Regions from separate parts of the Ovis aries genome. Here region 2 is linked to region 1. Evidence: chromatin contacts called from public Hi-C data. All regions are on one chromosome and are shown on one strand. The core of a region is the stretch at or near the end of the contact, and the rest is flanking DNA. Distances in the headings are between cores, read along the strand shown.

The links. A called contact is a pair of places that touch in the nucleus more often than the background predicts.
Region 2: a contact with region 1 is called in a Hi-C map of blood, with 5 times the contacts expected there. The contact joins the promoter of LOC101119050 here to the promoter of MDP1 in region 1. A contact is called at or near these places in 4 of 16 Hi-C or Micro-C datasets (blood and muscle).

What each region holds. Positions count from the first base shown.
Region 1 is chr7:20,758,471-20,764,682 of ARS-UI_Ramb_v3.0, forward strand. It overlaps MDP1 (magnesium dependent phosphatase 1), which reads left to right and starts at 4,768. Exons shown (of 7, transcript XR_001434898.4): 1 at 4,768-4,891; 2 at 5,011-5,071; 3 at 5,145-5,255; 4 at 5,582-5,689; 5 at 5,785-5,870; 6 at 6,042-6,186. It overlaps NEDD8 (NEDD8 ubiquitin like modifier), which reads left to right. Exons shown (of 4, transcript XM_004010305.4): 2 at 2,612-2,659; 3 at 2,828-2,910; 4 at 3,477-3,846. The coding sequence ends at 3,573.
Region 2 is chr7:20,912,348-20,919,038 of ARS-UI_Ramb_v3.0, forward strand. It overlaps LOC101119050 (dehydrogenase/reductase SDR family member 4), which reads right to left and starts at 2,774. Exons shown (of 6, transcript XM_060418943.1): 1 at 2,629-2,774; 2 at 814-991. The coding sequence starts at 2,759. LOC132660161 (a long non-coding RNA gene) reads left to right here and starts at 4,801. Exons shown (of 2, transcript XR_009601431.1): 1 at 4,801-6,691.

The sequences.
Region 1 (6,212 bases), core at 3,518-6,017:
TGATACTAATCGTATATTCTTTTAGATCTTTCCATGTCTGTGTATAAGCTGTTGCATAATAAATATATCATTCTATGGGTGTACCATAGTTTGTTTTCTTTTTAATAGGCATTAGGCTATTTCTAGTGTTTTGCTTTTATGAAAGGTGTTACAGTATATTTTAAATGTTCCTCTTTTGAATATGAACTAAAATTTCAAGTTTTTCCCTTAGGTTAGTTACCTAGAAATAGAATTGTCTGGTTAAAGAGTCTTTGTACTTAAAGTATTAAGAACAATAAAGTGAAATATTTGTGGACAACACAGAATTGTATACTTTTCATTTGGTCAGGAAAGAGCCTAAAAAAAAAATACCATATATTGTCACTGTCATTTCATAAAAGGACATTTTAACAGCTGAATATATTTAGTTTCAGGGCTTCCCAGGTGGCACAGTAGTAAAGAATCCACCTGCCAGTGCAGGAGATGCAAGAGACACAGGCTCGATCCCTGGGTTGGGAAGGTTCTCTGGAGTAGGAAATGGCAACCCGCTCCTGTATTTTTGCAGAAAATCAGAGGAGTGTGGCGGGCTACCGTCCATGGGGTCACAAAGAGTCAGACATGATCGAGAAGGCACGCACATACTTAGCTTCATGAAAATCTCACTGCTGTCATTAATTTTCTCATTTTGACAGAGACTATTGAATTTTCATATAGACCAGCTTGGGTTGGGGTGGAAACTTGAGAATCACTATTGTAATGTATTATTTTGCATCCAAGCAGGTCAATCCAAGGGAGTTACTCCTGCCTTTTTTTTTTTTTTTTTTTTTTTGCCATTCTCATAGTTGAGAAATTAGGTCCTATGTAATTTCTTCATGCTGGTCCCATAAGTGGGAACCATGTTATTTTGTGATCTGCCACAGGAGTGTACATTGAGTCCCAATACTAGATCACCTGGGCTTCCCAGGTGGCTCAGTGGTAAAGAATCCACCTGCCAAGGAAGGAGCTGGAGATGCAGGTTCGATCCCTGGGTCAGGAAGAGCCCCTGGAGAAGGAAACGGCACCCACTCCAGTACTCTTGCCTGGAGAATCCCATGGACGGAGGAGCCTGACGGGCCACAGTCCACGGGGTCGCAGAGTCAGATGCGGCTTGCAAGCATGTGCCAGATCAGCCAGACTCAGGCAGTGCTGAATATGGAGCGAGAAGCTCTGGTTCTGGGGCCAGAGAATTTGCATTTGGGTCCACACTCTGCTTTTGACATCATAGGCTTGCTTTTTAACCTGTCCAAACCCCATTTTCCTGATCTATAAATGGTTATAGGAATAGTACATATCTCGTCACTTGCAAGGATTAAATGTATTGATGCATGCAAGACACTTGGCATAGTTTCTGACTCTTAGAAAGTGTCTAGTAAGTGTTGGCTGTGATCATAACATGATCTTCAGTGTATTTAGTGAGTGAAGTCGCTCAGTCGTGTCTGACTCTCTGTGACCCCAAGGACTGTGGCCTACCAGGGTCCTCCGTCCATGGGATTTTCCGGGCAAGAATACTGGAGTGGGTTGCCATTTCCTTCTCCAGGAGATCTTCCTGACCCAGGGATTGAACCTGGGTCTCCCGCATTGTAGGCAGACGCTTTACCGTCTGAGCCAACAGTGTATTTAGCCTTTCCATTAATATTTATCGACTGCTTATATGTCAAACACCATACTTTGTGCTTAGACTGGGAAGATTGAACAGTCTCTGTCCTTTAGGAAGTTGGAGTGTAAATTGGAGAGTTTGACACTTAAAACAACTAGCTGTAATATCTATTAAAGTGCATTGGTAAAAAAAAAAAATTAAAAAAAAAATAAAGTGCATTGGTGACAAGTCATCAATCTTAAAGGGTCCCTTGAAGGTTTGAGAAAGATTGGAAGAGGGGATGGCAACAAGGAAAACAGTAGAAGCAAAGAAAATGTCCCTAAATTAGACTGTCCATTTGTAGTCTAGATTACTGTAGACTGATGCAGGTGGCGCTTTAAGAGCAAGAATGGATGGGAGATAAGATTGGATGAAGCACAGCATTTGTAAGTGTATGGTTGTGTTTTGGGTATCAGCAACCCTTAGCCTATGGAATAAGTCAAGAAGACCAGAGCTGCAATTTTAGGATTCAGGTGAAAATCTGGAGAAGATACAGGAGAATAGAATGTTGAGTTCTAGTATTGCTTAAAAAGCTGGTCAGAGGTGATCTCTAGTGTCCTTGAGAATGCTTTGAATTATCTGAGTGTTAATTTCTAGCATTAGTACATAAAACAAGGTCCTTTTCAAAGGAATACTCTCCTTAGGTCAACTCTCATTGCTGTCTTATCCAAAGGAGTTATAGTATTCTCATGGATTCTAATTGGGTGGGGAATGAGATGACCTGTGAGATTAAGAGGTCAAATGGTTTACAGACTCTTCCCCTGTCAAAGTTGTTCACAGCCTAAAAATGTCTGAAATTGGGTCTGAGCAAATACTCCTGACACTTCAAATCAACTTTGCTGAGAATGTGCATTTCTCAGGAGGGAGTCAATCCCCCAAGGCTAGGCCAGGATGTTTTACCTAGGAGACAAATTGTATACTGAACTATAAGACTTATGAAAGCCTTGCCTATTTCAGACGCTGACCGGAAAGGAGATTGAGATTGACATTGAACCCACGGACAAGGTAGTGTATGCCCAGTACCTCTCCAAGCCTATCTCCCTACATGTGCCTTTGCCTGGGTATGCTGATGAAATTAGTCCTTTTGCTCTCATGCGATCTGCATAGCTCTTGTTCTTTCCACTTCCATGGTCCCTCCCCCTGAGCAGCCCCTGACTACTTGTACCCCTAAAGGTGGAACGAATTAAGGAGCGTGTGGAGGAGAAAGAGGGGATTCCACCACAGCAGCAGCGGCTCATCTACAGTGGTAAACAGATGTAAGTATGGAATGGAAATGAAGGTATGGTGATGGGATTTTTTTTTTTGGCTATGCTAGGTCTTTGCGGCGCTGGCTTTGCTCTAGTTGAAGCGCGTGGGGTTCTCAATGCCGTGACTTCTCTTGTTGCAGAGCACCAGCTGCAGGGCGTGTGGGCTTCAGTAGTCTCAGCTCCCGGGATCTAGGGCACAGGCTCAACAGCTGTGGTACATGGGTTTAGCTGCTTCTCAGCATGTGGGATCTTTCCAGATCAGGGATTGAACCTCTGTCTCCTGCACTGGCAGGTTGATTCTCTGCCACTGAGCCACCAGGGAAGTCTGAAAATATCTCTAATTTCTCTTGTTAACAGGTTACCTATATTGCTAATTCCTCTGTGGGCTTTTGTCTGTGTTCAAAATTGAAAGAAATATCAAGTTACAGTTGGGGGTTAGTAAAAACATAAAAGATGTAATTTATTTTCTCATATGCACTCATAGATCTCCAGAGATCCATGAAACCCAGGTCAAGAGTGCCACTCTAAAGGGTGTTGCTAACAACTTGTTTTCCTGTTTTTGCCTCTTCCTGTAGGAATGATGAGAAGACGGCAGCTGACTACAAGATACTAGGTGGCTCAGTCCTCCACCTGGTGTTGGCTCTGAGAGGAGGGGGTGGTCTTAGGCAGTGATGGACTCCGCTCCGCTTGACCTCCCTGCCCTGTCACTCATAATGAGGCATCGTATATCCTCTCCCTCTGTGGGACACCAGAACCACTCCCCGCTCCCCTGGCTGCCCAGTCTTGTGTGTCTGCTGGTGGGAGACTGTGAGGACCCCAGGAGGCAGTGTTCCTGGCCCAGAGGGCCCTTGCTGGCTACTGGGTTTTAGTTTGCAGTCCTGTGTGCTTCGCTCTCTTATGGCTGTGTCCCTGGTTCTCAATAAAATATTTCTTGACCTCCTGGAATCTTTCTTCTATTGCACAAATGTGACTGAAATCAAAGTGGACCCAGGGAATTCCCCAGTGGTTCAGTGGTTAGGATTCCGTGCTTTCACTGCTAAGGGCTAGAGTTCAGGCCCTGGTTGGGGAACTAAGATCCCACAGAACCAGTCGGATCTTAGTTTTGGGTGTGGTAAAAAAAAACCCAGAACGGACCCGGTGCACACCCAGTTACACCAGGCTGAAGGACTGTGACAATGGACAGGAATGCACCCTTGGAGGAATTCTCAAACTGTAAGTGTATATACTCAGGAGTGTGCCAGAGCCAACTGTTACTTGTGCCAGAGTTAATCGCTGGCATCTTTCCCAGCCCCATATTAACTGACTTCATGTTGGTAGCTTGAAATTGGCCACGGTCAGAGTATTTACAGAAATTGACAATACAAATCAGTCCTTCCCCCCAAACTGGTTGTTAAATATCTTTCAGCATACTATTGATGTAGGTGTTAGAAACCAGGAGAGTGAGTTCTCTCCCATTGAGATGCTACAGGTCATTTGGGCCTGGTTCAAGAAAAGCCCTCAAGAGCTTAATCAACACTACATTTTTTTATGGCTGGAATATTGCTGAGGGCTCAGGTTTCTATACCATGAGAGGCTGATATTGAGATAGGATGAGGAGTGATGAGCTATGATGGATCACTTTAGGTCTCGGTGAGATAAAATGAGAGAGGGATACTAGAAGAAAGGGCTTCCCTTCGTTGGCTCCTCTAGTTCAGTAGAATATGGTGAGCCTAGGTGAGGTGGAGAAACAAGGGAAGATACCTTGCAGAGACCTGAGGGTCATGGGAGCGATGGTACTTTGCTGAGGTCCTTCCCCTCCTCCACCACGAGAGGGCGCCCTTGTGCGGTCTTGGGACCGACCTTCTCAGCTCGGCTTGGCGACGCTCTAGTCGCCGTTTCTCTGAGGCCAGCCGGCGGCCACCGAGCTGTGAGAGCAAGGCCTGCCTCCGTGCGCACAGCCTGCGGGCACCGGTCATGGCGCGACTTCCGAAACTCGCAGTCTTCGATCTAGGTGAGGGACCGGATTGGGGCAAGTTTCGTAAGGCACAGTATTTCTCCAAACCCCAGTACCTGCTCTTGTGGCCCTGCACCAGCGCAGGCTGAGACACCCCCACCTTCTTCCTCTCGCAGATTACACGCTCTGGCCGTTCTGGGTGGACACGCACGTAGACCCCCCGTTCCACAAGAGCAGGTGAGGCAGGGCTGGGGAGGCCTGGGGCCAGGCTGGGCTCCGCGGGAGCTGAGCGCACTCTCGCCCTCTCCAGTGATGGAACTGTACGAGATAGGCGGGGCCAGAGCATCCAGCTGTACCCTGAGGTGCCTGAGGTCCTGGAACGATTGCGGGGCCTGGGAGTGCCCATTGCGGCCGCTTCACGGTAAGAAGAGGGACTGAGTCGGTCTAATGTTGAGAGATGTGTGCAGGAGGAGACTTCCGTGTAACCCTTTGGCTGCAAAAATTTAGGCTGTGCAAATTTGCAAGTATTTGTACGTTTTCGAATTGTACCCTCTGCTGTGCATTTTGTAATTTAATAAACATTGGCTCAGTGGTACCCGTGTCAGACAGGAAGGATATGGAATTGAAGCTGGACGGAAGATGCTTGCCCATCCCGGACAAACAAGAAGTTGATTTCCCCCTGGTTACACGTAACTTCACTTGAAGCCTTGGCCCTCCATTCTCCCCATCTACTATACCTTTTTGTAGGACAGGTGAGGTTGAAGGAGCCAACCAGCTGCTGGAGCTCTTTGACCTTGTCAGATACTTTGTTCATCGGGAAATCTATCCAGGCAGCAAAGTCACGCACTTTGAGAGGTACGAAGCGATAAGTCGTGAGGCAGGGAGAGAAGACCAGGGAGTCTGGAGGGGCTAAGAAGCCAGAGTGCTCACTCCCACCCTGTCTTGCACAGGTTGCAGCGGAAGACCGGAGTTCCTTTCTCCCAGATGATCTTCTTTGATGATGAGAAGAGGAACATCGTAGATGTCAGCAAACTGGGTACTAAGTGGTGAGGCTAGCCATTTGGGGAATGAGGAGAAAGGCTTCCTAAGAGGGAAAGGGTTGATAGGTATGTACAGGATATTTTGCATGCAGGTGATGCCCAAAAAGGCGAGCGTCCTAACTGGGAGCCCCGAAGGCCTGATGAAATGCGGCTTCTTTTCTTTCTAGGTGTTACCTGCATTCATGTCCAGCATGGAATGAGCCTTCAAACCCTAACTCAAGGATTAGATGCATTCACAAAGGCCCAGGCTGGACTCTGAGGTCCAGTCATTTGAGGCACAGAACTGAAAGGAAATCAGGAGGGCATTTTCAGGTGCATTTGTAAATTATTAAAGTGTA
Region 2 (6,691 bases), core at 1,524-4,023, 150 kb after region 1:
AGCTTGGCTTCCCTGGTGGCTGCGACGGTAAAGAATCTGCCTGCAATGCAGGAGACCCGGGTTAGATCTCTGTGTCGGGAAAATCCCCTGGAGAAGGGAATGGCTAGGCACTCCAGTATTCTTGCCTGGAGAATTCCATGGATGGAGGAGTCTGGTGGGCTACAGTCCATGGGATCACATGACTCAGTGACCAACACAAACACACAGGTAGCTGGTAAGTCTGGGTTGGCTCATACCTCTTCCCTTACTGGTTGTGGGACCTTGGGGTGTTGCTCCAGCTTTCTGAACCATTCTTTAAACAGGGAGCATAGTCCCACCCTTGCTTGGGTTGTTGTTTGCAGATAACCCGTGAAAGGCTCGAGACAAAGTGAATGGCACACGGTGGCTGAAACAAAATGGGCTGCCTCCTATAGGTTCCTGGGCACTCAACTTTATAAACTGAAAAACCGGGGATTGATTGTTTCTTAGCCTATAGTGGGAATGCCTATTTACCCTTCTTATCTGCCCAATTAGACTGGAAGCTACTGGAGAACCAGGACCAACTGGAGTTTTTTGGGTGCCCCAAGGCACAATGCAGGGTAGAACAGTAGAGTGTTTTTTGGTTCTCTCACTGAAATGGGATGATTCTCGGAGACAGAACCGAAAGGCATACATAAAAATGTGCTGGTGGACTGGTGTGGGTATGTGGAATGCACTATTTTATTTTAGTGAACAGTGCTGGTTTGGATTACACCCATGTTGTCTAGGAAGGCCAGTGCAGGCTGCCTCCTTTCTGCTGTCTCGTGGCTCTGGACCTGTATGTCTGCTGCTTACCGTGGCCACCAGCCGCTCCCGGTCCTCAGCCTTCCCTACGTGGCACACGGTGCCCGAGACGCTCAGCCCTTCCCCTTGCAGTGCTGCCACTGCCCGGTCCACATTCTGCTGCTTCCGGCTGCTGACCACCACGTGGGCCCCGTCCTGCGCCAGACGCCGGGCGATGGCAAAACCGATCCTGTGGGCAGAGAGAGAGAAGGACTTTTAAGCCTGGTACAGGAAGAGGGGGAGAGCATGGGCTCTTAAGTCAGGCTGCTTTCTGTAGGACCTCCACCTGTTAGGATTAATGGCACAGCCATTACCATACAGATGGACATGCTTAGCATCTTTTTGGCACTGGTTTACTATTTTTATTATGGTTTTGGCCCTCAGTCTAGGTTCCCAGGAAGTGATAACACCTTCCATAGGTGTTATCATAGGCTCCATACCCTATAGGGACTGAGGGGAGAGAGAAATGACTTAGGGGTATAGCAAGCAGCAGTGATTTCCATGATTGGAGAGTCTCAGAAAAGCCTTTACCCCTAAATAATTTCCTTAGGACAGTAGTCTACATCATCTCAATATTCTATTGTTAGTTATGTTTTGGGGTACATATGAAACGGGGTCTCTGGTTCAGTCAGTTCAGTTCAGTCGCTCAGTCGTGTCCGACTCTTTGCGACCCCGTGGGCTGCAGCACCCAGGCCTCCCTGTCCATCACCAACTCCTGGAGTTTACTCAAACTCATGTCCATTGAGTCAGTGATGCCATCCAACCACCTCATCCTCTGTCATCCCCTTCTCCTGCCTTCGATCTTTCCCAGCATCAGAACTGAACTGACTAGTTATATTTTGGAGTACATATGAAACTGGGGGTCTCTGGTTATGAACATAAATTTTTTACATTCATAGGAGAAAGGGTTATACATTAAAAAAAAATTATCTACCTGGCTATATGGGTCTTGGTTGGTCCATGTGGGATCTAGTTCCCTGACCAGGGATTAAACCTGGGGCTCCTGCATTGAGAGCATGGAGTCTTAGCCACTGGACCTCCAGGGAAACCCCCAGGGCCACACATTTTGCGCTTGTTAGCCATTTGCTGCCAAGTCGCCTCAGTCGTGCCCCACTCTGTGCGACCCCATGGACTGCAGCCTACCAGGCTCCTGCGTCCATGGGATTTTCCAGGCAAGAGTTCTGGAGTGGGGTGCCATTGCCTTCTCCAGGTTTCCCCATTTATATGTATTCTAACTTTGTGAAGAGCTGGCATCTAGCAGGGGTCTGTGGGAATGAGAAACAGGGTAGGTCACAGTGGCTGGTAAGAAACAGGCTGGGCAAGAGAGGCCACAGTATACTGAACTAAACAAGAACCTGGACACATGACTTGTGTCCCCTCTAGGGAAGGGGCAAAGTTCTGTGAGGCTCCTGGGGGTGCCACAGTGGGGGTGTCTGGAACATTTCCACAGTCGGTGTAGGCAGTGCATAGGGTGTTTGAAATCTGGACTGTCTTGGACTTCCGGCCTCTGGTCTTCCCAGACTCTAGGTGGAGCCAGTTGATTGGGGCGGCCCAGAACCCCAGGAGACAGGATAGACGGGGTAGGGTGAGGGGCAACGCCAAGGCGGCGGACTCGAGCCAGGGGCGGCAGTGACAAGAGCGCTGTTAACTGCAAAGGTGGGGGGAGCGGAATCTGAAGGGGGCTGCAGGCCAACCACGTGCTGCCTTTCTTCCAGGGCCAGCTCTGGCCGCACGGGAGGGCTGAAGAGAGGGCGCGGGAGGCCAAGGACAAGGGGTATCACCTGTTTGCAGACAACGGGGGACTCAGAGACTCACTCGGGCACTCACCCGTCAGTGGAGGCCGTTACTAGGGCCACCTTATTCTCCAGCGGGTTCCGGCGCGCCATCCCGCAGCTGGCCATCCGGACCGACTTCCACGACCGCGCACAGGCACCCAAAGGCAGTCGCACCTTCAGCATGGCGCCGGCCGGTTCAGGGTTCTGCACCGCCCAGGGGAGGTGACAGTGGGGCAGGGCGAGGGGCAAGGCGAAGAGTGAATCGCCTCCTGGCTCGGCGGCCCGCTCCCCTCCCAGCTTCTGGCTCCCGGATCCCGTCTCCCCGCCCCTCTTAAGCCCTAGATCGGGACAGCTCCTCCCGCTCCGCGCGGGCCCTAGGCCAGGGGAGCCGGCCGTGGCCAAGAGCGCCCCCTGCCGTTTGTGGCCCCCGCGCCCCTAGATCCCCTGCTCGCCCTGGCCGGCCCGGCTTGGGACGGTGCTGTCGGTTCCGGTTCCCTGTGGGGCCCTCCCCACCTCGGGGAGCTCGTAGACTTCCTTGTCCTCCCTCTCCTCCTCCCACCTCTGCTTGCCCACGTCAGTTCTTGGGGCAGAGGGGACTTTAACTGTTTGCTTTTGCTTCCTAGAACTTCAAGGTGGGTTTTGTTTTCCAAGAAAGTCTGGGTCCACGTTTGTGACAGCTCAAAGGAGGCCAGATGTTTTGAGATTGCTCATGGGGGTGAGGCTCCTCCTGAGGGTCTCAGGGGAGCCTGGAGGAGCCTACGGGAGACGCCTGATGGAGAGGAGCAGGGCTAGGCCTGCACTGCCCTTCACTCTGGCTCAAGTTCTCCTCCATCCCCATAGGCCTGGAGGGTAGACTCTGATCACCAGGGGTAACCAGCGTGCAGAATTAAAGATCCTGACCTGACAGGATCTCTTATATCCTCCGCTCTAGAGAACTTCTCTAGGCCTAAGTGGTAGCAAGGAGGCTAGAGTGTCCCCTAACCAGTGGTGGAAATTCAGAGCACTCAGGAGCACTCAAGTGCTTCATAATCACTGTGTCCCCAGGTCTTAGCCTCCATCCTAGTTCAATAAATATTTGTTGAATGTAAAAGCATTTTATAAACTTTGAACTACTAAACACATAGTAATTATTGCTACCATAGAGTAATTATTATTGCTGCCACAAGCCAGGCTCTCCATCTGTAAGCTGAGGGTGCTGGGGTAGATGATAGATAAGGTCCTCTCCAGCTATAAATTCTGTGTCCAAGACTTCAGCCCCTACTTCTCCCAAGTGGGCTGAAATGATCTCCCTCCTGGGTTTCTGGGAGAATTAATAAATCTGGATGGCTTATGATACACTGAAGAAAGGCCCGGCAGACCCAGTGTCAGCATCTGAATTGGTTTAACCCTGTGGCCTCCAAATGCCAGACTGAGAAGCTGTGTAGATCCAAGGCAAAGTTTTCACTAGTTCAAGGCAAAAAATAAAAAGAAAATACAGTGTTTCATAAAGCTAAGCTTATTTAATTTAAGAGATAGTCCTTTATTCTGGGATATGCTTTTGCTCTTTTTAATTATTTTTTGGTGTTAGTCTTTCTGTTAAGAGAATATGATGAAAGCAGATGGGTAGGTTAAGAAAAGGGTTGTTAGTTGGTGAAATCACCAGTCTGGCAACCTGATGTCAATCCCTACAATTAGAGGAGAGAGAATCCCGGTCTGTGAAATTCAGTTCCGGGATTGCTGTTTAACAGAATTCATACTTGCTAAAGGTTCAGGTAGTACATGTGTAGGTCAGCTGAGCAGCCAAAAAGATTTCAGCATCTAAAAGTGTATGAGTAGTGAATGATATAACAAACATGCACTGGATTTATAGTTTATTCCTCAATCGAGATGTTATATAGCTGTGATATTCAGCACATCTCGATGAGATAAGAGAGCTTGAGTCTAATTTTCCCCATGTGTGGGGAAAACTGACTCTGACTGGTGCCCCTCAGTCTGAACCTCATGAATTATTGACAACAGAGGCTGGATAGCATGACACTCCTCTTCCTCCTGACCTGTTCAGAGCTAATGCACTGTGGGAACCCTTCCCAGGGCTTGCTACCTGCCTGTGGGGCTGGGGGAGGGGATTTAGGACTGAAGCAGAGCCTCTCAGGGCTTTGGCTCAAAGGGACAGGCCTGTAAGGCATATTTGACCTCTCTCCACTTCCTGTCCAGAGATGAGCCGCCAAATCCAGGGGCTGAGGTTAGCAGGGGGTTGCGGGGGGTGTGTGGAGGCTGAGGGAGGTCACACCCCAAAGAGCAAAAGGTTTGAAGGCCTTCTCTGGTGGTCCAGCGGTTAAGAATCTGCCTTAAGACACCACAAGCCTCGGGGCAACTAAGCCCTTGTGCCACAACCACCGAGCCTACATGCTCTAGAGCCCGCGCTCCGCCACAAGAGAAGCCCTCTCAAAGAGCAGAGGGTTTGGGGAAAGGAGAATTCTGGCCTGGGAGCTCGTGAACAGCACATAGCCTCCTTGTCTGGGCGGGGGGGGTGTATTTGGCCTCCAGAGAATGCCGCAGGTATTGGGGGAGTGGAATCTGTGAACAGAAAAATGTAGAAGGAAAGCAAAAAGGGTGGAAGTCTTCAGCTTCTACTACTCATCAAGCTGGTTTGTTGGAGAAGAGGGTAGGAAATTTGGGGGGAAAATACATAAATGTGTAGGAGTCTCTTTTAAGTGGGGATTTTAATAGGTAATGGGGTTGTTCTTATATGGAGGTGGGACCATCTGCAGATCTTGAGGAGATGCCTCTGCGATTGAGGACTGCACTGTCATCTTCCTCAAAGGCTGACTGTAGTCCAGAAGGAAGTTCACCTGGGGTAGAATTCAAGTCCTGCATCTTGCTATAGCTATTCCATTTTGGTCATTGACTCATCATCCCTGACACAAGTCAGGCTTGTGAGGTGTGGGAGGACTGTGTGATAACAGTGACTTTTATTGAACACTTACTAAGTGCTGGCAACTGTTGGGTGCTTTTTATAATTTTTATTGAATATGTCTAATCCAGTGAAGTGGGCAGTTTTATTTCCATATGTGAAATCAGAATGAGTCATGACAACCTGACCTGCTGTCAGTGTTGAATAGCTATCCTTAATTTTTTTGACGTTGTTAGAGAATGACAGTTTTCTTGGAAATTAATTTTCTCTAAAGTGGAATTTTATTTTCTGCATCAATGCATTTTTTTTCTAATCATTGAAATATCTATTTTTTAAGTTACAAAAATAACACATGTTCACAATTTTTAAAAGAGACCCAAGGTTATAGAGTGAAAAGTAAAAAAGAAATTCTTCCCTATGCTTCTTTTACCTGCTCCCCCTATAGCTCTTAGTCTTGTGTATCCTTCTAGAAGTTTCCTAGGCATTTACATGCATATTTTCCCTTAAATGTTTCCCATGAATGGAATGGCACTACACATAATGTCCTTCAAATTGCTTGTTTCTCTTCTTTCTTCTTTTCCCCTACTTCTGTCTTTCATTTCTTAAAATACATTCTTGGCGATTGTTCTGAGTAGTTCACAATAGTCCCCTTTATTCTGTCTCTCCCTTTTAAAAATAGCTATAAGATATTCCATTGTGTGGATATTCCATAATTTATTTAGCCAGTCTCCCACCAATGAACATTTAAATAGCTTCCAGTGTTTTGCCATTTGAAACACTGCTGCAATGAACAACCTTGGATGTATATATATATATTGTATTTGGTACAAATATGTATATTTTATCCTGGGTCAAATGTTTTCACTTGATGACTATAGTCAAATGACCTTAAAAGAGATTTAATCAGTTCTGATGAAACTTTCTTCCAAACTGAATTTACCTGCTGCTCTGTCCTTTTATACATTCTGTGTAGAATGGTTTTAACTGTGGTTGATGGTGTAAGCTTAGGGCGATAAGAGGCAGCATACCTTGGTCTCAGTGCCTGGGAACTTATGGGATAGGTGGCTCCCCCTAACCTGCTGCTTGCAGACCTGGGGTGCACCTAGTTTCCCTCATGTTTGTAATTGACAAGGCCAACCCAGGATTGCCAGATTTTAGGAACTGGAAACAGAAGGTAGGAATCTGGGTTTTAATATGAAATATTTGATTAAAAAATATGTAT